Linked DNA regions of Mus musculus: all the other regions are linked to region 3. Evidence: chromatin contacts called from public HiChIP or PLAC-seq and promoter capture Hi-C data. All regions are on one chromosome and are shown on one strand. Each heading gives the region's core, a stretch centred on a gene start, on an enhancer-like site or on the middle of the called end of the contact. The rest is flanking DNA. Distances are from core to core; before and after follow the strand shown. Region 1 holds the start of Gramd4 (GRAM domain containing 4). Region 2 overlaps Celsr1 (cadherin, EGF LAG seven-pass G-type receptor 1). Region 3 holds the start of Brd1 (bromodomain containing 1). Region 4 overlaps Gramd4 (GRAM domain containing 4). Region 5 holds the start of Gtse1 (G two S phase expressed protein 1). Region 6 holds the start of Pkdrej (polycystin (PKD) family receptor for egg jelly). Region 7 holds the start of Trmu (tRNA 5-methylaminomethyl-2-thiouridylate methyltransferase).

Region 1 (2,966 bases), core at 199-2,698, 2.7 Mb before region 3:
GGGCGACTGGTCAAGGGAGGCTTTGTGGAGCTGAAACTTTGGAGTTAGCTTGGAAGGTTGGGTAGGGCCAGAGTGGAGAGGCTCCCCCCTCCTCCGCGCCCCAGGGAGGATATGGTCTAGGCAATCCTGGAGGCAGGAAAGTAGCACTTGTGCTTGCAGGGGGCGGTGGGGGTGGGGCGACGACCAGAGTCCGGTTTTGCTGTAGGACAGAGAGGAAGCAGGGAAAGCCAGGGGTAGGAGGAACCAGCGAGATTGGTGTGGCATTGGGCTGGGATGCCGCACAAAGGTGACTCAGAGGAGGTTCCTGCCCAAAGTAGCTCTCATCTTGCCAAGACCAAGCCCTGCAGGCAGCTTAGCCTGGCATCTCACACTGCCAGCCAAGAGCCATTGGACAGACCTCATGTTGTGCTACACATGGGCATTGCTTCTCACTCTGCATTCAGAGAGAGAGAGAGCTCACCTACAGGAGCCTCTCTGGATGCCAGCCCCAGACCCTGGGACAAAGGCCTGTCTGGAAGGTAGGCAATGCTGGAGGACAAAAGGGGGCCTGAATCCTGCCCCCACCCACCCCACCCCCCAGAAAGCTTCAGAGTCCTTCAGCATTCCTCAAATCTCCTGGGGTGCTTGAGACATAATAAGGTGGGGGACAGTTCTGGATTGAGAGGGTTGGAGGTGAGGTCGTCAAAGCCCCGCAGTGCAAGCGGGTCATGTGGTCACAGGTCTAATGTGCTGTCTCCACTTGCTGATGCTGAGTTTGCTACAGTCACCCTCGTACCCTACAGTGGACCTCCTAGGTCAGACCCCATACGGTGCTGCAGGTCAGTCCTCCAACCAGGCTAGGGCCTGGGGTTCTGGAGGGTGTGGTCTTTTACCAGGTTCATTAGTTATCTTTCTGGGTCCTTGTCAACCCTGGTTTTTGAAAGGCGAGTCAAAACGGGGGAAGTGACTCCTGGAGGATCTCTTTTCCTTTAAGATAGTACTAGAGCTAAAGTAGGCTTCCTATCGCTACGGTGACATTTAAAGGTATGTGGCATTCCTGGTTAGGTACTGAGTGGGAGAGAAGGGAGGAGTTGCTCACTGCCCTCCAGGTGGAGGTTCCATGTCCTTTTCCCAGTGTGGAGCTGTGCTCTGAGTCCAGCCTGGCGGTGCCAGGACAAGTATTTCTACACCAAGCGCGGGTCTCCATTTGGCAGTAACCGTCAAGCCAGTTCGCCGGGAGAGAGGTGACAGTGGAGTGTATCCTTGTGCTCGGTTGTGCCCGTGGCTGCGACTGGCAGGCGGCCACGCGTGCGCGTGGGCACGCGCGGCGAGGACCCACGTGGGTCACCCAAACAAAGGCGGCGCCGCGTGATCGGGCGCGCGCGCGCGCACACACCGGGCAGGGAGGGCGGGGAGGCGAGGGGGCGGAGCGGGGCGGCGGCTTGCGCAGGCCCGGTCGGGGGGCGCGCAGACTCCGCGCAGCAGGACGTGAGCGCGCGACGCGGCGCCGCCTCCGCGCTCGTGGCCGGCACCCGCGGGGCCGCGTAGTCCCCGCTCCCCGGCGCCGCTGGGCTCCCGGGAGGGCGGCAGGTGCAGCGCGGCCGGGTGGCCGGCCAGGGGGGCGCCGCGGCGGCGGGTGGATGAGAGTTGGCCCCGATCATCCCGCAGGGTAAGCGGCGCGCACGCGGACTCCCACACGGACCTGGGCGACGCTGGCCACGCTCTGTCCTAGCTGCCGGGCCGCGACCCCGTGTGCCCACACTCTCACTCGGTGGCCCACAGCAGCGACCCTCCCTTCGGGGAGCAGCGCGGGCGCGCCCCCGCACACACGCTCCCGGGGCGCGCGTCACGGCCGCCCCTCGCGCGTACCACGGGCGCTGTGCGGGTCAGGGTCCTGGTGGGCGAGAGGCAGACGTCGATGGGACGCAGGGCCCAAACTATGATGTGGGGGAGTCATTAGATGGGTCACCATGCCTAGGCCGCTAGCGGGGGGGTCAGGATGAGGGCACAGCAAATGTCGTCCTACTGACCCACTCTCTTGGTGGTGGGGGAGGACTGAAAAGGAGGAGGGCTGTCCAGGCCGGTGTGGCCCAACAGATGACCCGGGGAAAAGTTGTGGACGCTTGCTCCCTTTCCACACCCTGCTCTCTGTTATATCTTTTCCTTTCATTTGGAATTAGCCTATGGGATTCTGGGGACAGTTGGCACCTGGGCTGGAGCTTAGGCCTATGTGTTTATACAACCGTTAAGGTGGGGTGCTGTGTGGCAGTCCCTAACCTAAGACTTCATCTGTCCAGAGCGGGACCAGCACCTCTGAAGGGTGGAGAGGGACTGACTAGTCTGGATGTTGGTTCCCCTGTGGCCTTCCTACCCGTGGCCAGGGTAAGAAGCAGGCTTCTAGGGCCAGAGGCAGAACCTTGTACTCTTTGGAACTTCCCATTTTCAGAGATAAGAGAGATTCAGTTTGGGGGGACCTTGTTCAGAGTGGGTTCCCTTCCTGCCTTGCCTTGTGTAGATTAGGGACAAAATTAAAGGTGCTGAGTCTTAACGCACTCCCCCCCCCAATCCTCAATTTCGCTGAACCCCAGCCAGGTAGGAGCTTGCTTTAGGGCCAGGTTCAGAAGGAGGGGTCATGGTCCAGGCTCTGTAGGGTTTGAAATAAAGGACAGTTGGAAGTTAGTTTATCTCGGATACCTGTTCTGTGAGATCGGGCAAGGCACTGTCACAAAACCAGCCCTGCCTCAGTTTCCTTATCAGTGGGTGACTAATGACAAGATAAGAGTTAACAAGATGGTGTGGGTTCCACGGCAGCCAGACACACTCTAGGTGAGGAGTCAGGCAAGGCCATCCACCCTGTGCCTCTCAGGTGGCTTAGTGGCCCTGCAGAGATCGGAAGAATCTTCTCTCATTCTGCCCAACCTGTTCCCAGGCCCATTTGGGGATACACAGCCCAGTCCAGTCAGAGTGCTTTATTTAGTATCCCTGAC
Region 2 (3,017 bases), core at 454-2,953, 2.7 Mb before region 3:
AGCTGCACCTGGGCATTATCTACACAAAGAAACAAGAAGAAAACCGGGCTGCTTACCGGTTCTTTCTCAGGTCTGCCTGCCTTCCCTCCAACCATAGACAAAAAAATAAATAAAATAAAATAAACTGCCCGTTATTTTCCTTAGAAAGCTGGCCCCTTGGTTTCAAACCCATAGCCTGTGCTGTTCTCACCTGAATGCACCTTTATCCAGACTAGAATGAGGTGTCTGGAACTAGAGCAAAGGATTTTAAAGCAGATGAGGACGACACTGGAGGCATTCAACATTTTTTTCTGGGTAGAAAATCTAGTCCAGAGCTGGGGGGCTCGTGGGTGCAGTGTTTGGCTAGCATGCACTGCATGAGGCTGTGGGTTCAACCTCCAGACTGAAAGGGTCAGCCTTATTCACTTCTTGCTGCTCTTATAAAACACGGACTAAAAACAATTTAAAAGAGGCGGGGGGGGGGGGGGGGAGGCATTACCTGGCTTACACGCTGATTTGCACCCACAGTCCATCAACAAAGGAAATCAGGACAGGAAACCCAGCAGGTACTGAAACAGAGACTCCTTACTGGCTCTTGCCCTAAGGCTTGCTCAGCCTGCTTTCTTATAAAGCCCAGGCCCACCTGCCTAGGGGGTGGCACCATCCTTGGTGGGCTGAGCCCTCCCACATCAACTAGCAATTAAGAAAATGCCTCACAGGCAAATTTCATTCCGGCAATTCTTCAGCTGAGGGTCCCCCTTCCCAGGTGACCCGTTTGTGTCAGGTTGTCAAAAGCTGGCCATCAGAGTCTAAACCTAGTGCCTCTCAACCCTCCAAATGCCCCACCCTTTACTACAGTTTCCTCATGCTGCCGTCACCCTCCCCCCAACCATAATGTTACTTTTTTGCTAGTTCATAACTATAGTTTTGCTACTGTTATGAATCGTAAATATTTTTGGACATAGAGGTTTGCCAAAGGGATCACAACCCCTAGGGTGAGAACCACTGGTTTAAACAAAATCTCTTCTACCAGGCAAGGTCATTGACCCTACTCTCCTCCTTCTCTTCCTATGTACACTGTGGGAAGTCCTGGGGATCCCTCATATAAGCAGTCTGCTGGCCACTGGCACCTGTTCAGGGAGAATACGACACAGTGGTCACAGGGAACAGGAGCCATCTTCTCGCGTGAGTACCCAGGTATATGACACACCAAAAGTAACTACCATTAGAGGCTTCACTGTGGGTTCAGGGTCTGGTCTAAGGAAGACCAGTGCTGATGACATCTGTGACGGTACCAAGTTCACAGTCTTCCTCTGAGGGGCTCATCTCTTTTCTAGCACATCTCATGTATCAGGAAGAAAAGGCAGGGGTGGGCACAGCCCTGGCTCCTGAACCTGCCTGTGACATTTCAAGGAGACCACAGGCTCCATCCAGGAGGAGGGCTTAGCACTGGGGACCGCTCTATAGTGCTCTGGTATGGAGTTCTTTCATACTTTCAATAAGAGGGCACCTGGGGATGCTGACGAAAAGATCTAGATCTGCTTCAGCACAACATGTGCCTGAGCAAGCCAATCTACCCTGGGGTCTCCCAGGCAGAAGGATAATTAGTTACTAATCTCAAGGCGGGACACTTCAGCCTGGCAGCCAAGTCATGAGAGTGCTAGGCAGAGCAACCATGCCATGCTCGCTACCATAGCAACCTGAGACAGAGCCTCTCCTGGTGCTTTATGCCCCATGATGAGTGCCAAAAAAAGAGAGGCTCTGGCATCTGCAAGCAGTGACATAGCTCACTGGGACAAATGATATAGCTTCCAGTGTCTGGATCTCAGCAGCCTTAATCCTTGCTTGTTCAAAATGAGCCTTGGTGACTAGCTCAGTTTCCCAGGCCTGTGCTGTGCTGCGGTCCTGACGCTCCCAGCAACCCCTCCCAACTGCATCAGCAGTTGAGGCTGGAGAAAGTACTTAGGCCCCAGCCCAGTTCAATGGCTATGGGCTGTCCTTTTAAGCAATTCAGCAAGCCCAATCTACTGTGTTCCTATCCTCAGCACATGTGTGTGGGAAGACTCTATTCAAAACCAGGTTGGAAATTTCTAGAGGTTAGACCATATTTTTGTGGACGCCATAACCGGCGCTGGTTACATCTGCCACTGACCTGTGTGCAATATGGTTTGTGAGGAAAGGGAAGGAGCAGGCAGGGGGACTTTCAGGATGGCAGTCACCCACAGAGGAGTACACACCTAGGGCCAATGAAGCAGAAAGCACCCTGGCCAGAGCCCATGCTAGAACTTATATTTGTTGGCCGTTGCTAGGAACTGCAGGGTGCTAGTTTGCTTTCTGTTGCGGTGATAAACACTGACCAAAAGCAACTCAGAGAAGAGAGAGCGACTTTGGCTTGTAGAAGACAGTTTATCTTCAAGGGAAACCAAGGGAGTGGGGGCGGTAGGGGGATGCAATCAGAGACCTTGGAGGAGCACTGCTTACTGGCATGCTTCCAGACTCAGGCTCAGCTACCTTTTGTTTGTTTGGTTGGTTTGATTTTCTTCCTCGAGACAGGGTCTCACTATGTAGCCCTGACTATCTTGGAACTCACTATGTAGACCAGGGTGGGAATCAATAGATTCCCTCTTGCTAGTTATATCTAAGTCTGCATCAAGATGATAAAAGGGATCAAGATGTCGACGACAAGGGACCAGTCCCTACAGATGTCAATAACCCTGACTCACTAGAATACTTGTCACTTGCTATAATTTGACAGAAATCTCCCAGTGGAAGGCAACAGCATTCTGGACCCCATGTGATCTCCACAATTATAAAAATACAAGGACACGGAGAAAATAACGGGAGAGCTGGGGACATGGCTCAGTCCGTTAAACTTGCCATGTAATCATGAGAACCTGAGTTCAAATCCCTAAACCCACTTTTTAAAAGCCCGGTGTGCTGCCAAGTGGTGGTAGTCTATGCCTTTTATCCCAGCACTCAGGAGGCAGTGGCAGGCATATCTCTGATTTCGAAGCCAGCCTGGTCTACAGAGTGAGTTC
Region 3 (2,917 bases), core at 15-2,514:
TAACTACTTGTTACCAGATGACAGATACTCTAAAACAGTCGCAGCTGGGTGAAGTGAATGTCCTCCATGAAGGGGGGCCGTTTCCTAGGTGTGTGTAAGTGTGTCACAACTGCAGGGCACCATGAGGAGCTGCGTTTTCTGCAAATTAAGCGCACAGGAAAGTTGCTTCTCTCCTAAAGGCCCAAGAAAGCCGCGCACGCGCGCTCGTTTCTCGGCGTTTCCTGCACTCATCCACGGAGTTGTGGCGGAGCTGCGGGCTTGCTCCGGAGATACCAGGCCCCGCTCCACTTAGGAAATCTTCCGAGCCCGTCCCTCTTCAAGGGAGTTTCCTGTCTTGGCAAAATAGATCGGACCGATCTGTTACATAATGCGACCCGCTCCGCACCGCCAAGGCTACGGGCGAGGACGTGGGCAGACGCCACGAGACCCCAGGCCTTCCGCCTCCTCCGCTGTCCGACGCCCGGCCCCTCGGCCGCCCCAGCCGCCCAGACAGCCGAGCTGCCCAGAGCCCGCCCGCCCGGCCCGGCGGCCTCCCCGCCTACTGAGCCCTGCCGATCGCTCCATTCTCTTGGCCGCGCCTCCCGCGCCGCGGCGGCCTCCTTCTACTCCTCTGTCTCCCCGACCCCGCCGCGGCCTCCGTGTCCCTCTCCGCCCCCACCCGGCTGCGGCCTCCGCCTCCGCGATCTCGCCGCGGCCTCGCCTCCCGAACCCGGCCTCTTGGGCGAGCCGCCGGCACCGATCTCCGGCGTCCCCGGCCGCGCCGGCTCACGGCGGCGCACGTCCGCCCGGCCTTCTCGGTCCCTCCGGCTCCCGCGCCCGCCAGGCCTCACGGCCTCGGGGCCTCGCCGCCCCGACTCTCCGGCCTCCCCGCCCGCGGACAATGCGGAGCCGCCGCTGCCGCCTCCAAACATGGCGCCTGCACCTCCGCCCCGGCCGGCGAGGCGGGCGGCGAACGGCGACCGTCAGACACTCACCTTCGGGGGCGCCGCGGCCGCGGGAGCCCGGCGGGCGGGCGGGCGCGGAGGCCGGCGCGGCCGAGGCGGCGCTAATGGCGCCGCGGCTCCTCCGCCAACGGCCGCGCAGCCGTGCCCCGCCGGGCTCCGGGGCGCGCTCGGCCAGCGGCTCCGGGCCCGCAGGGCGCCGCGGCTCGGGCGGGGTCGGCGGCGCCGGCACGGCCGGCTGAGGCCGGCTCGGGGCCCGGCCGGGCGGAGGACGCGGACGCGGAGCTGCTCGGACGCCTGCCGAGGCGCTGCTCGCTCCCCAGCGAAGCAAACAATGCGGCGAGCGCTCCGCCCGGCGCGCTGCGTGCGAGACGCGCCCCGCCCGCCGCCGCCACGACGCGCGCCGCGCCAAGCCGGGATAAGGGGGCGGGGCGGGACGCGAAGGAGAGAGTGGGGTGACCAGGAAGGGTGTTAGGGTGGGGATCCGGATGGGGGAGGAGTGCTACAAAAGTGGGGTGACTAGGAGGAGAATTCTGGGGGAGACAGGCTAGGGTTCCTGAGGATGAAGGACTGCTGCTGTAAGAGAAGGGTAACCAGATGAATGGTGTTTACTATGGGGTCAATGGCACTGAGTAGAGCAAGAATGCTGACCCTAGAGAGCCAGGTGGAGTTTCCTGAGAGTGCTTGCTTTCCAAGGGAGTGGTATTTTGAGAGAATCAAGAGATGCATCCTAAGGGGGGGAAGTGGGGTTCTGATAGTGTCTGGTGACCAGCGTGGTTCACGGAGGATGAGTTAGGAGGGAATGGAAATGAGGGCCGTGATGGAGGGGATCACCAAACAAGGGTGGATTTATTTGAGGAATAAATGGCTAGGACTGGGGAACCCTAAGGTGGCACTAGAAAGGCATTAACAAGGGCACGAGGTCAGTGGTTGGGTAGAGGAGGGTATGGAAAGGACTTGAGGATGACTAGTGACTGGGACAAGTAGTAGCAATCTCAAACTATGGGCAGCCAGGTCTGGGGGCATGCCTCCAACTCAGGCTTTCCTCTTCTTTTCTTTCTTTCTGTCTGTCTGTCTACCTTTCTTACTTACTTTGGTGGTGGTGGTTTGATTGTTTGGTTGCCTGATTTTTGGTTTTGTTGTTTTGAGACAGACTCTCACTATGTAATTCTGACTGTAACTCACTATGTAGTCAGAGATCGGCCTCCCTAAAGGCATGGCCCACCACCCATGACTTAGGCCTTCCTCTTATAAGCATTGTACTCATAGAAGTATTTAAGCATTGACATCCCTACCAAGGAGCTGGTAACACTTACAGCAGTGGTTCTCAACAGTCCTATTGCTGCTGATCAATGCTGTGATGGCCTCCAGCCATCAAATTCTTTCACTTCTACTTTATAACTATAATTTTCAATACTGTTATGAATGTAAATATCTGATATGCAGGACCAAAAGGGTTGTGACCCACAGGCTGAGAACCTCTGCTGTAAAAGGCTTGAAGATTTTGAAATCAGGGCCCTTTGGGTTGGTGCTTAGGGACACTGGTCTTACTCTCCAGCTTGTTCCGTCTACTTTGTCCTTAGTTTAAAAGTTAGTGGCTTCTAGAGAATTTTCATTATGAGACTCATCTGTAAGTATTTTGAAATGGGGGTGAAGACTGGGTAGTTCTTTGGTTGCCTTGGAAGGCTTATGACAGGTGTCATGGTGATGAAGCACTAGTCATGTGCCTGTGACATTAGCCTGGACCTCTCAGGTAAACAGAAGAGCTTTTCATTCGTGAGCAGAGCTGCTCTCCTCCCCGCCCATGACAGGCAGGGCAGGCTCACAGCTCAGGATGTGGCACCAAACAGTTATTGGGACAAGGCAGACTTGCTCATCTGTGCCTTGCAGCTTTTGGCTGGCCACTACTCTTATCCCACTGTAGCCAAACTATGGGCTGGAAAATAGTCATTTTGTTGTTGTTTGTTTTGTTTTTC
Region 4 (2,762 bases), core at 198-2,697, 2.6 Mb before region 3:
GCCAGTGCTCTTATCTAGACCCCGACTCATACTGAAGAGCCATGTTGGGCCTGAAAAGCCCTCCATTCTGGGCAGTAGTTCTGTCTGGAATCTCATTTCTTTTTCTTCTTTCTTTTCCTGCCCCCTTCCTTCCTTCCTTCCTTCCTTCCTTCCTTCCTTCCTTCCTTCCTTCCTGTCTGTCTATCTATTTGCACACAAATCTCAGGACACCGCCCTCATCCCATAACTGACTTCCTAAACCCAGAATACCAAGCCCAAGCCGCAGCCTGTCATATTAGAATGCTGAACGTCCAGAACTTGGCCGCCCGCTACCTGATTGTGAGGAGCATTCAGCCTGGTGTTGACAGTTCATCATGCTGTAAATGTCACTTCTGTGCAGAGCAGTGGATAACATGGCGATAAGTGAGCCCTAGGAGAGCACACACAGGCTGTGGGGGGACATGGAGGGGACAGCACCCTTTGAGTGGAGTGGCCAGGGAGGAGCATCACACCGTGCCCTTCCCTAGGGATGAAGGTGAACAGATACCCTGAACTCAGTACACTGGGGAGAGCAAGGCATTGTCTTTTAGAAAGATCCTTAAGGATAACAGGAAGGGAAACTGGCCTGGTAAAAACCTGTTCAGGTGCCCAGTTGTGCAGCCCAGCCTGGCCGGGGACAGCTTTCTTTTCCCCTCCCGGTGGCTTCTGTGTGTGTATGTGCTCTAGCTGGGTGGGGAGAAATTTTATTTAAAGCTTATCATTTGATTCTGCCCCCCTCCCCCTCTGGCTAGGCCTGTTGCATCTTGTGCCAAAGGGATTCCTGCTTGAGAGATCTGCTTTTACAAATTTAAAAATAGCTTTGAAGTTGTTTTCTTTCCCTGTGGGCCGGGAGCCATGGAGGCTGCGCTGCCTGGGCAGACCATGCCTGTGGGCTGAATTATCTCCTCTGCGCCCCCTGAATCATCGTACTGAGGAGGGAGGAATGGGTGTCTTGGGGATCGAGGGTCCATGAATTACCTGCCCTTCACCTTCCAGAACCTTGGAGAAGCTAAAGCCTGGAGCAGGTGGGTGAGCAGGTGGCCTAACTGTACCAGTCTCCCACAGCTTCTGCCATGTGTGTTCTGTGAGGAATCCTTTGCTGTACCAGGTCCCTCTGGCTTCAGGGGCTCCCGCTCTCGAGTTCCTTTTGCCTCTTTGCTTTGGAGCTATCTGGCAGTCTCCAAATGGGGTTTGGGTATAAGGACCAGAATCTCTTTCTTCTTAAGGTGCCCCAAGGTCACTCTCATAGGTGACCTAGTATTCTCAGACCTATGCAGATGTAAGGTATACCTAGACACAGAAATATCCCCCCTGGCTTTCTCTCCACCACATTCATTTTGCTGCCTCAACAGCTCCTTTGTGGGTAGGGAGGGGGTAGACCTTGTCCCTCGGGGACTGTCTTGGCTCCCTCTGGTGCTGCTGTGCACCTGAGTCATCTCACTTATCTTCCTCGTAGTTGGTTTGCTGGTCTGCTTAAATGAATAATAACACAGTGACAACATGGGTGTCGTGTGAGCAGCAGCCTTGAATGGAGCTTCTAAATTGTGATATCGAACTTTTCTTTCGAGGTACACCCTGGAGACTTAGTTTCGGGGACCAACTCATCTTCAGTGGACATCCCCACCCCTCTGGCCTTCTACAGGGGCTCTGTGGCCATCCCTGCTGTGTAACCAGGCCAGCTGAGTGCCTAGAGTCAGTTATGGCTGGCACTGGGCCTTGTAAAAACCCTGGCTTAGGAGCTGTGCCACACCATTAGTGGCATGTGATACATAGCTTCATAGCTCTGCAGTATTGGCTCTGTGGTCTAACGGGCTAGGCTAGGGCTTTTGCCTAAATCCTCACTTGTAACTTAGACACACACAGGCCCCAGATGGCCTCCTCGCTTGACTGAGCCTGTAAGAAACCCCGTGTGGAAACAGGGCTCTGAGCTTGTATCTGTCTCTGTCCTCAGACTGAGGGCACAGGAGAGCAGGTGTCTTTCTGCTGCGCAGCTAAGGCTTGTGTGAGCATATTATAGGATGGCACACCTGTTGCCTCTGGCAATGGACTGTTCATTGGTTCCTTTTTCAAAAAACTACTGGGTTTTGAGGAAGTCTATGTAAGCATTCATTGCTTGGGCTGCCTCAGTGGGTTGATGGGGAGTCCTGCTTCTGTGTTGGGGGACATAATTGGAGGTGATAAGAGAGTGAAGTGGGAGGGGAGAACCCTACCAGCTGAGGTGGGGGTGGGGTCTCTGTACCCAGGAAGGCCAATATGCCCATCAGAGGAGGGCTTCTTGTTTTGTGATGCTCATGGGAGCCGTGAGGCTAGAAAGTCCTCTGTGGGCCTCTGTCTGGGGGAGGGGGCTCCTTTACCTTGTCTGTTATTATTATCTCAGGGGAAAACATGGTAGGTAGAATCTCAATTTCCCCAAGAATGTTTATCCCCTTAATCCCTGGAACCTATGCATGTGACCATTCCTTGGCAGATGTGACAGAGTTGTCAGCCTGAGGTGAGAAGATCCAAGATTATCTATGGGTGCAAAGCAATCTCAAGGAGGAGGCTGGTGGGTCAGATGGAGGAGGCTGGTGGGTCAGATGGAGTTGGGAAGGATGGAGGTAGGTCAGCATGTAGTTATTGTTCTTTGGGAGTCACCAGCCAAGCAAAGCATGTTCCTCTAGATGCTGGAAAGGATGCTGTATACCCAGTCTTCCCACCAGCCTCCAAATAAAACTGGCCCATTAACACATCTATTCTGTCAAGCC
Region 5 (2,811 bases), core at 136-2,635, 2.9 Mb before region 3:
CATTAGTCCTCATTATGTATATGATTCCAAATAATACATGATTCAGCCAGAAGCGGAGTCTTGCTCTCTGTCTCTTTCAGAAAGCCTTCCACCCTGCCTGTGGGCTGGTGACAGTGCCTTCTCTTTGCCCCATAGCCCTTGGCACTTGCCCTTGCTATTGAACCACTTTGTGCTGTGATCTCTGGTATTCAATGGCTTCCATTGAATGCCTTGTCTGTAAAAGCTGGTATGTGTAGGCTTTCATGAAAGAAGGCATGCATCTGCCAGGGACAGGCGACTGATCTTAAAGGGAAATGTGTATGCGTCTGGAGAGATGGCTCCATGGCTGAGCACTTGCCGTTCTTCCAGATGACCAGAGATCAGTACCTAGCGCCCACGTAGAGCCTGTAAATCTAGCCTCAAGGGACCTGACACTCTCTTCTGGCCTCTGTAGGCACTTGCATACCTGTACATACGCACACGTCGGCAAAAAAAATAAAATAAAAATATTTTTAAAGCCAAGAGAAAATGTAAATAGCAGTGAGTTACTATGGGTATGCTTTCCTGAACATCTACTATGACCTGATATGATACAAAGAGAAGTGTTGGTGAACTTTACTGCCCAGTGGATAGCCCCAGGGATGCAGGGATTTCATGCACAGGAGCTAAAGGCTTGGACCACAGATGTGACTGCCACCGTGGTCTTGCGCCCCCCCCTCCCGCCCCCGGTGTGAATCAGAAAAGCCTGGCCCTTAAAATTCCAGATACACAGAACCGGTCACCATCCCCAGCCGGTGGGAACCTTGGGTCCGACGAAGCCAGCTTGCCTACTAGTGAGCCAGACCTGGCCGATGTGTAGAGACGACATCCAGACTTGATGGCCTTCTTGATGGCTATCCAGGCCAACCCTGGACTTCCTTGAACCAACAGACCTTGAAGCCAGTTTCCTGCTCATTGCTATCCAAAGGCATCTAACATATTGGCAGCAAAGAAGTGCTAAGACCGGCTCTGTCACTCTTCTGCATTTGAGGGAAAAGGGAGGGCCTGCACACCAGAGTACAGGAGAGAGGCCTTAGGCTGCAGAGAGTACCCGGACGCATGAGAAATACTGGAGATACCAGGACAAGCACCGGAGAGAGTCGGGACAAATTCCTTCCTAGCTGCCTGACCATCTCCTATGCCCCACCATCACCGCCTCGGTCCCTTTTGCTAGCACAGCCACAGGCGGAACGCTTAAATCCTTTCTGTGTCTCCGGAGGAGGAGAGTCATGGGAACTTCCGGTGGGAGTTTCCTGCGCCCAGCGGAGCCAATCCGTGGCTTGGAGTCTTGGGCATTGGTCTTGTACATCAGCACTCTGACTACATTTCCCAGGCTGCACCGAGAGCGTCTCCTGTTTAAACAGGCCAATCGGCGGCCGGCGGAGCCGGGCGCCGCGTTTAAACCGGTGCCGGAGACCCAGCTGGATTTTATGCCTTCCCGGTCAGAGGCGAGGGGTAAGGAGTGGTCGTAGCGCTGGTCCCGGAGAGTGGGGAACCGGGTCCCGAGCCGCAGAGATCCGGGGAGGACGGGCTGCGGTGCCAGCTCTGCAGCTCAGAGCCGGAAATCCGTTACCCCGCCTCGGGGCGCACAGTCTGGGAAACCGGGAGCAAGTTGGGGCTTGCCTCTGACTTGCCTAATTCTCCCGTCCCCTTGCTTCCTGCAGCGAACTCTGTGGAAGGAGGAGACGGCCGCGACGTGCCTTCGGCCAACCAGTGGAGAGAGAGGTGAAGATGGATGCTGGTAGTAAAAAAGAAGGTAAGTCCTTTCTGTTCGTAAGGCTGTTCTGGAGTGTATTCCTTTTCACCCCAAACAAAATAGAGAGGGCTACAACAGATCAAAGAAACGAAGTCTGGATTGATAAGCAAATAAATTTAACTGAAGTTACTTACAAGGACATTAGCAATTCATAGCTCCACCACCAAAGAAGCCCCTACAACATCCCCACCCACTTTTTAAAACCACTTATGTAATCTTAAGAGGGGCCTCCCCCCACTTCCAGAAGGGCTTTAAGTGGGGGTCTTAATCTTGTGAGGGTCTCCTGTGGTTAATCACAGTTGCTGTGCTATCAAAATGGCAACAGCTTTCTCTTGCACTGAGCGCAGAGTCCCTCACTCCACCCATTCCCCTGTGGTTCATTCTTTTCTCCTCCACTGACTTACTTTGTTTGCTTTTCCTTTCTTGCTTGTTTTTTTGAGCCCTCACTTTGTAACCCGGAACTCACTCTGTAGTCCAGGCTGGCCTTGAATTCATCGAGAGCCACCTTCGGAAGCCTTCTGAGTGCTGGCAAATTCTTTGAAAAGCAAGACTTGCTACGTGGTGGCTGCACACGCCTTTAATGCCCCAACTGCAGAGGCAGGCAGATCTCTTGAGTTTTATTTCAAGGCTAGCCTAGCCTGGTCGACAGAGTGAGTTCCAGAACAGTTAGTTCTCTTTGTAAACCTACACAGTGAAACCCTGTCTAAAAGAGGGGAGGAGGAATCTTTACGATGACTTGGTTTGTGTGTGTGTGTGTGTGTGTGTGTGTGTGTATGTGTATGTGTGTGTTTGGGGGTGGTAACCAAGGTGTGCAAGCACCTGAGGGTCCCAGGGCTTGAACTCAGGTCATCAGATGTGGTGGGAAGTAACTTTGCTCCCCTGAGTCTTAGAGGGTTGATGTGGGTTTACAATTATTTTCTCCCTTTTAGGGCTGAGCACTGGGCCTTTGCACCCTATCAGGTTATGTATCCTCTTTGACACCTTAGGAGACTGCTTAACACAGTGATGCCCATTATAAGAAGCACCTCTAATGACCT
Region 6 (2,700 bases), core at 39-2,538, 2.9 Mb before region 3:
CAAGATTTCAGAATCAGGGAAACCCAAACCCTATTTTCCAAAAAATTCCTAAAGGCAAAAGCTTTTATGGACAAATAAGGTCCATTCCTCCTGGTGATTGCTTGCCCTGCCCAGTCAAACATCACTTCATGGCCCGTTAGAGACAAAATGGACCAGCTATACAAATCCTGGCGGCCACAACTTGGGCAGTTCAGAAACAGAGAAAATCTATCTGACACACCTAACGTGGGGCCACAATTTTCAATGCAGGAAATGTGTGCCTTGGGCTGAAGCCCCTGGAGCACGTGTACAGTTTTATCAGAAAATGCAGTTCTGTTTTGCTTCTGTACCACCATTCTGAAGTAATACACACCATTGCCCCTAAGAGTTTTTGGTGGAATGGTTAGTACAGAGCCCACTGCCCAAGGCCAGTTCAGTGAATCCTGCTCTGGGTGGCAGACAGCCTGGTTGATCACTAATACATAGTTGCCACTATAGTATCTTGGATTTGTGGTACAATACCAAAAAAACTGGAGTCCCCATGTGGGGATGTCTGCCTCTGGGTCGTAGGACATGCTTCCATTCAGAATCAGTTCATCGGAGAACTTCACGGTTACTCTGGGGGCTCCAAGAAGAACAGCCTTCAGGGGGCGTTTTCTAACCCAAATGTAGATGATATCCGAGCCTGTCACCGTGGGCCAGGCGAGGTCCCACCTGAAGATGGACAGCGTAAAGTTAAACACATACACCCCGTAAGGCAGGGCATATTTGGGGATGTGGAGGGAGAAACCCTTAGACACTGCCACCTGCGGCAAGAGCACAGGTCGGTTCCAATCAGGGGTGTCGTTCACAGAGGCCACCGAAAAGTACACCCAGCTCTTGCGAATGACCAAGGCATCAGGACAGTACCAACGCACAGTGATATTGAGGGTGGCTTCCTCGTCTCTGCTCAGGATAAGGGGAGCGTTCTGGTCCTTCCTGTTGATCTTCACTGGCTGCATGATACAGGGGGCCGTCTGGCAGGACACGTTAGCCTTGGCGGCTGCGGGGTCCGAAGAGTTGACTTTCAGGAGGACGCGTGCAGCTGCGCCCGAGGGACACCTACGGGGCGGCGTAGGGCTGGCGTGGCGCGGGGCTGCACGCGGGGACAGGCCCCCGGTGTCACCGCCCCGGACGCTGCTCTCCGCGCCCTGCCCCAACCCCGGGGCGCCCCTGAGCACGCCCGGCAGCCCGCGAGGGCCGGTGGGTGGCGGCTGGCTGCCTAGACCCAGGCCCAGGCCCAGGAGCAGCAGCGCGGGGCCCGGCCACATGACTCCCCGCCAGGAGCTGCCGGGCGCAACGGCCGTGACGCTGGGCTGGGCCGCGAGCGAGCGTACCGGGAGGGGATGGGCGCGCAGCTCGCCGCGGGGCAGGGGCAGCGTGCTCCGCCACTCCGGAATAAGGCGGTTCACCCGAGGTGTGGGTTCTCTCGGGGACAGTACACTCTCAGGGACAGTGGGGTTCCCAGGGCTAGTGAGTTTAAGGGACAGTATGTTCCCAGGGGCGGTGGGTCCCAAAGGGCAGTGAGTTCCCAGGAACAGTGGGCTCTCAGGGTCATCAAGGATCTCAGGACCAAGGAGAACCACACACAAGGAGAACGTGGGAAGTCACAGAACAATGGGTTTCCAGAGAAGTGGAGATTCTCAGGACCAAGAAGGACATGCTAAGGACAGCAGCATCTCCAGGAAGGTAGGTGCAAGGTAGGTCACTATACACTAGGCGGCAGAGGGGCTCAAGACTGTTTCCAACCACCTCTTTCTTCCCATACTGATGGATCTACTCCAGGATCAGGCCTTGCTAAATGAGTTTAATCCCGTGCTCTGCCGCCCCACCCCCTTCTTTTCTTCTTTTTAAAACTGGACACACCAAGAAAACTTCTTAGCAGAAATTCCTCTCCCACGGGAAAACCGGTTCCAAAATAATGAAGTCTGGAGGGCCTTGCCAGCCCCCTCAGACCAGTGCAGGGATATCTGACACTTGGTTGTTTGGGGAAAGGGGGCGTGGAGGTGGGGTTGTTGGTTAGGTTTGGGTTGGTTGTTATTGGTTTGGTTTGTTTTTTCCCTTTCCTTCACTTTTAAATGTATTGTTTGCTTATTTGTTTGTTTGTTTGTTTGTTTATTTGTTTGTTTTAGACTGTGTCAACTGGAGATTCTTCAGCTTCAGCCTCTTAGGTGGTAGATCACAAGTGTGTACTACCTAACCTAGCTAAAAAGAACGAACCTAGCTAAAAAGAACTGTGTAGTTTAAAAGGGAGAAGTTACTGAAGATCAAACCTTGGGTCTCCAGGAATGATGGCCATACCCCTGAGCTGCAGCCGAGGCTCTAGTTTCCTAACTTGACATTTTGGCTCAAAGATGGAGCCTTTCGTCCTAGTCCTCCTCCTCCTCCTCCTCCTCCTCCTCCTCTTCCTCCTCTTCTTCCTCCTCTTCTTCCTCCTCTTCTTCCTCCTCTTCCTCTTCTTCTTACTTCTTCCTTCTCCTACTGTGTTTAAAACTATAAAGTCCCTACTATACAGTATTTAAGTACATCCTACACGCTTATTGTATTTTTGGCCATCTTTCCTTTAAAATATTTCTAATTCTCCTAGTATTTTGTTTGTACCCGTATATTCCAAAGGGTGTTGTTAGTTGCAAGCATTTGGAGTTCATGTAGAACTCTTGTGGCGCTGGAGAGATGACCTCT
Region 7 (2,733 bases), core at 138-2,637, 2.9 Mb before region 3:
GAAAAAGAAACGCCCCAGTTTTCTCTCTAGTGTAAGAAAATACTGGCCAACAGCAGCGCAGGGAGGAAAGGGTTTATTTATGTGGTTTGCACATCCGAATCACAGACCAACCTGAAGGAAAGTTAGAGACGGAATTTTGACAGGAACTGAAGCAGAGGCCATGGAGGAACACTGCTTACTGGCTTGCTCCGCATGGCTTGATTAGTTTGCCTTCTTTTACAACCCAAGATCACCTGCACTGGTGTGGCTCTCACATCAATCAACAAATCTCACAGACTTGTCTAAGGGCCAATCTAATGGAAGCATTTTCTCAATTGATGTCCCCCCACCCCTAGCTTGTGTCAAGTAGACAAAAATTCTAACATAGGTTTGTCTGGTTTCTGCTACTTTGTGGTTGGCCCTATCATAGGTTCTGGTAGGAAAAGTGAGATTTGCTATACTAAATGCCCATACCCAAGAAGGGAGGTCCTGGTCCTCAAGGCTAGAACACTCCACAGACATGACCCCCTGCCCTTTTGTCTCTCTCTCTCTCTCTCTCTCTCTCTCTCTCTCTCTCTCTCTCTCTCTCTCTTCTCTCTCTCTCTCTCTCTCTCTTTCTGTCCCAGGACTCGTATCTATTTTCTTCCAGCAGCCACTCAACATCTGTCATGTGCGAGGCCCCCCACAATCAATTCAGGAAGAGCCACAGCTCCAGCCTGAGGTCCCCAAAGCATCCACTCGTTAGAGCTGATCCCCGCAGAGTGCTCGTTCGTCCTCCAAGAATGGCCCACGAAACAAACACTCTTAAATCACAGGCACCAGGATGAACAGGTGCGACTCCAAACTCTCCCAGTCTTCCGTGGCCCATCCTTCCCAGCTACTGTCTGGGTCTGGTTAACTACGCTCCCATCCCCTACTCCAACCCGTTGACTGAGCTGCTAGCAAAGCCTTACTGAGCAACGGTCCACTATGCTTTGTCCTCCACTGGCTCTGCACCCGCCAGGCCCGCAAGCATCTAGAATCCAATGAGAACGTGTTGACAGCCCTGTCCCTCCAGCGGGTAAACAGGAGGAGCCAGCGGCCGACACAGCATCTCGACCTTGTGTGTGCCCAGGAACGCCTTTGAGACCTCAAGCCCGAGCGGAGGCTGTTCCTGGTGCAGCTGACCCAGGAGCGCCAGCTGAGCACAGAAGAAAACGTCGCAAGGGCAGCGAGTGGTGGCTAAGAAGCCGGACCCGACCAACTCATCGCTGGCCTATCTGGGACATGCTGCCACCTAGTGCTCCTCGGCCGATCCGCCGCGCGGAACCCAAAAGCCTGCAGAACACTGGGTGAGCGGAGCACGTTTCCCGCCGGGTGAAGAGTGAGGACGCCCCCCCCCCCCGTCCCCCCCGTCCCCCGGAGGCTGGGACTTCCGGCGTAGCTTGGACGCAGCCAGAAAGCTCGCGGTGTAGCCTGATGTCGGCGCTGCGGCACGTCGTGTGCGCCCTGTCTGGCGGTGTGGACAGCGCGGTGGCGGCGCTGCTGTTGCGGCGGAGAGGTGAGGCCAGGGTTCCTCACTGGGGACAGGAGCTTGGGCTCCTCCAGGTCTGAGGCCTGGCCTTTTGCAGACTCCGCGGGCCTCCAGGCGAGGACACCGCCAACTCTAATGACAAAATCACTCCAGTGTTCTCCTTCGTTGGATGACAAACTTCACTCCGAACAGCTACCAGTTCTTCCTGACTTGTAGATGTAGCCTCATGGGTCCTTAGGGTTCGGATCTGATTCCAACGACCGGTGTACATTCCTCCTGCTGTGTGGCCCCACCTTGTGTCAACCTCTCCGCATTCACCTTGGCGGCTTTTAATGGAGTCCCCCTCAGCCGTGGATCATCTTCCCCGGGGCACGCGGGGTGCAGAGGCGCGGGGCCAGGAGCCTGGGCTTGGGCAAGTTAACTAAGCACCCCCCAGTAAAAATGGGATGACCCGTAATATGGGATGACTGGAATGATTAAATGGCACAGTATGTATTGAAAGGGTTAGCTATACAATGTGAGATATATCGGAAAGCAGGAGCGATTCTTTTATAATCACAGCTGTTATGACAGAGTAAAAGAGCCACAGGATACAGGTGTGTACTATGGTGAGAAAGGAAGAGGGAAGCATTTCTCTACAAAGAACTGGCTGCAGTAACACAGGCAGGAGGCAGAGGAGAGAGTGCCGGCCAGAATAGGATATAGTGGGGTTAGTGAAGCTGACGGTATTAAGGAATTTGGGGTAATGTTGAGTAGGCAGTGTGAGTCTTTGAAGGTTTCCAATGAGAACTGTGTAACTAGATGCTTTGGGAAGTGGCAAAGGTTGGCATCATTCTTACAGATTTATCTTTTACTACTAAAGGGAGATCAACTGCTGCCTAGTTTTTATGTCACATTAAAACTATGTGACATGTTAGGGTCCTCTGGTAGGAGGGAACCTCAGCTGAGAAACTGTCATCACCCTGGCCTGTAGGCTAGTCAGTGGGGCCTTCTCTTAATAATTGGTGTAGGAAGCCTCGTTCCATTAGGAGTAATGCTATCTCTGGGCAGGTGGTCCTAGGTTTTATAAGAAAACAGGCTGAGCAGGCCAAAGAAACAAGCCCATAAGCAGTATTCTTTTATAACCTATGATTCAATTCTGCCTTCAGGTTCCTGACCTGAGTTCCTGCCCCAGCTTCCCCTGATGGTAGACTGTGACCTTTAGGGCCAAATAAATCCTTTCCTCTCCAAGATGCTGTTGA

The links. Promoter capture Hi-C pulls out the DNA fragments that hold promoters and counts their contacts. HiChIP or PLAC-seq counts read pairs in DNA pulled down with a chosen protein or histone mark.
Region 1: a promoter capture Hi-C map of cranial neural crest shows a contact between it and region 3. The contact joins the promoter of Gramd4 here to the promoter of Brd1 in region 3. A contact is called at or near these places in 4 of 39 promoter capture datasets (the 3T3-L1 cell line, cranial neural crest, hippocampal neurons and 1 more) and 2 of 115 datasets of contacts at active chromatin or transcription factors (large pre-B cells and stem cell-derived neural progenitor cells).
Region 2: a promoter capture Hi-C map of hippocampal neurons shows a contact between it and region 3, with 3 times the contacts expected there. The contact joins the enhancer-like site here to the promoter of Brd1 in region 3. A contact is called at or near these places in 5 of 39 promoter capture datasets (the 3T3-L1 cell line, embryonic stem cells, hippocampal neurons and 2 more) and 2 of 115 datasets of contacts at active chromatin or transcription factors (both in embryonic stem cells).
Region 4: a contact with region 3 is called in a promoter capture Hi-C map of cranial neural crest. The contact joins the enhancer-like site here to the promoter of Brd1 in region 3. A contact is called at or near these places in 4 of 39 promoter capture datasets (3T3-L1-derived adipocytes, cranial neural crest, hippocampal neurons and 1 more) and 2 of 115 datasets of contacts at active chromatin or transcription factors (embryonic forebrain and large pre-B cells).
Region 5: an H3K4me3 HiChIP or PLAC-seq map of embryonic limb bud shows a contact between it and region 3, with 10 times the contacts expected there. The contact joins the promoter of Gtse1 here to the promoter of Brd1 in region 3. A contact is called at or near these places in 1 of 39 promoter capture datasets (pre-B cells) and 3 of 115 datasets of contacts at active chromatin or transcription factors (embryonic limb bud and embryonic stem cells).
Region 6: a contact with region 3 is called in a promoter capture Hi-C map of pre-B cells. The contact joins the promoter of Pkdrej here to the promoter of Brd1 in region 3. A contact is called at or near these places in 3 of 39 promoter capture datasets (cranial neural crest, hippocampal neurons and pre-B cells) and 1 of 484 Hi-C or Micro-C datasets (B cells).
Region 7: a contact with region 3 is called in a promoter capture Hi-C map of stem cell-derived epiblast-like cells, with 5 times the contacts expected there. The contact joins the promoter of Trmu here to the promoter of Brd1 in region 3. A contact is called at or near these places in 6 of 39 promoter capture datasets (the 3T3-L1 cell line, hippocampal neurons, liver and 3 more) and 1 of 115 datasets of contacts at active chromatin or transcription factors (large pre-B cells).

Annotation. Positions count from the first base shown.
Region 1 is chr15:86,057,314-86,060,279 of GRCm38.p6, forward strand. Gramd4 (GRAM domain containing 4) reads left to right here and starts at 1,449. Exons shown (of 19, transcript NM_001379572.1): 1 at 1,449-1,648. The coding sequence starts at 1,620. Gm41375 (a long non-coding RNA gene) reads right to left here and starts at 1,303. Exons shown (of 3, transcript XR_875536.2): 1 at 1,079-1,303.
Region 2 is chr15:85,999,243-86,002,259 of GRCm38.p6, forward strand. The region is part of intron 1 of Celsr1 (cadherin, EGF LAG seven-pass G-type receptor 1); the gene reads right to left. Among named protein-coding and RNA genes, the nearest start is that of Celsr1, 33 kb to the right of the region's middle. Within about 2 kb of position 1,704, at least 61 of the 459 cell types and tissues checked have an H3K27ac peak or open chromatin away from gene starts, as enhancers often do. A contact at or near this core is called in hippocampal neurons, where this site is marked.
Region 3 is chr15:88,732,955-88,735,871 of GRCm38.p6, forward strand. It overlaps Brd1 (bromodomain containing 1), which reads right to left and starts at 1,265. Exons shown (of 13, transcript NM_001033274.3): 1 at 975-1,265. It overlaps Gm41377 (a long non-coding RNA gene), which reads left to right and starts at 1,167. Exons shown (of 3, transcript XR_875560.2): 1 at 1,167-2,917.
Region 4 is chr15:86,109,059-86,111,820 of GRCm38.p6, forward strand. The region is part of intron 3 of Gramd4 (GRAM domain containing 4); the gene reads left to right. Among named protein-coding and RNA genes, the nearest start is that of Gm15722, 19 kb to the left of the region's middle. Within about 2 kb of position 1,448, at least 61 of the 459 cell types and tissues checked have an H3K27ac peak or open chromatin away from gene starts, as enhancers often do. A contact at or near this core is called in pre-B cells, where this site is marked.
Region 5 is chr15:85,858,322-85,861,132 of GRCm38.p6, forward strand. Gtse1 (G two S phase expressed protein 1) reads left to right here and starts at 1,386. Exons shown (of 12, transcript NM_001168672.1): 1 at 1,386-1,473; 2 at 1,683-1,774. The coding sequence starts at 1,750. It overlaps Ttc38 (tetratricopeptide repeat domain 38), which reads left to right. Exons shown (of 14, transcript NM_001033337.4): 14 at 1-501.
Region 6 is chr15:85,820,445-85,823,144 of GRCm38.p6, forward strand. It overlaps Pkdrej (polycystin (PKD) family receptor for egg jelly), which reads right to left and starts at 1,289. Exons shown (of 1, transcript NM_011105.2): 1 at 1-1,289. The coding sequence starts at 1,289.
Region 7 is chr15:85,877,940-85,880,672 of GRCm38.p6, forward strand. Trmu (tRNA 5-methylaminomethyl-2-thiouridylate methyltransferase) reads left to right here and starts at 1,388. Exons shown (of 11, transcript NM_028063.2): 1 at 1,388-1,519. The coding sequence starts at 1,438.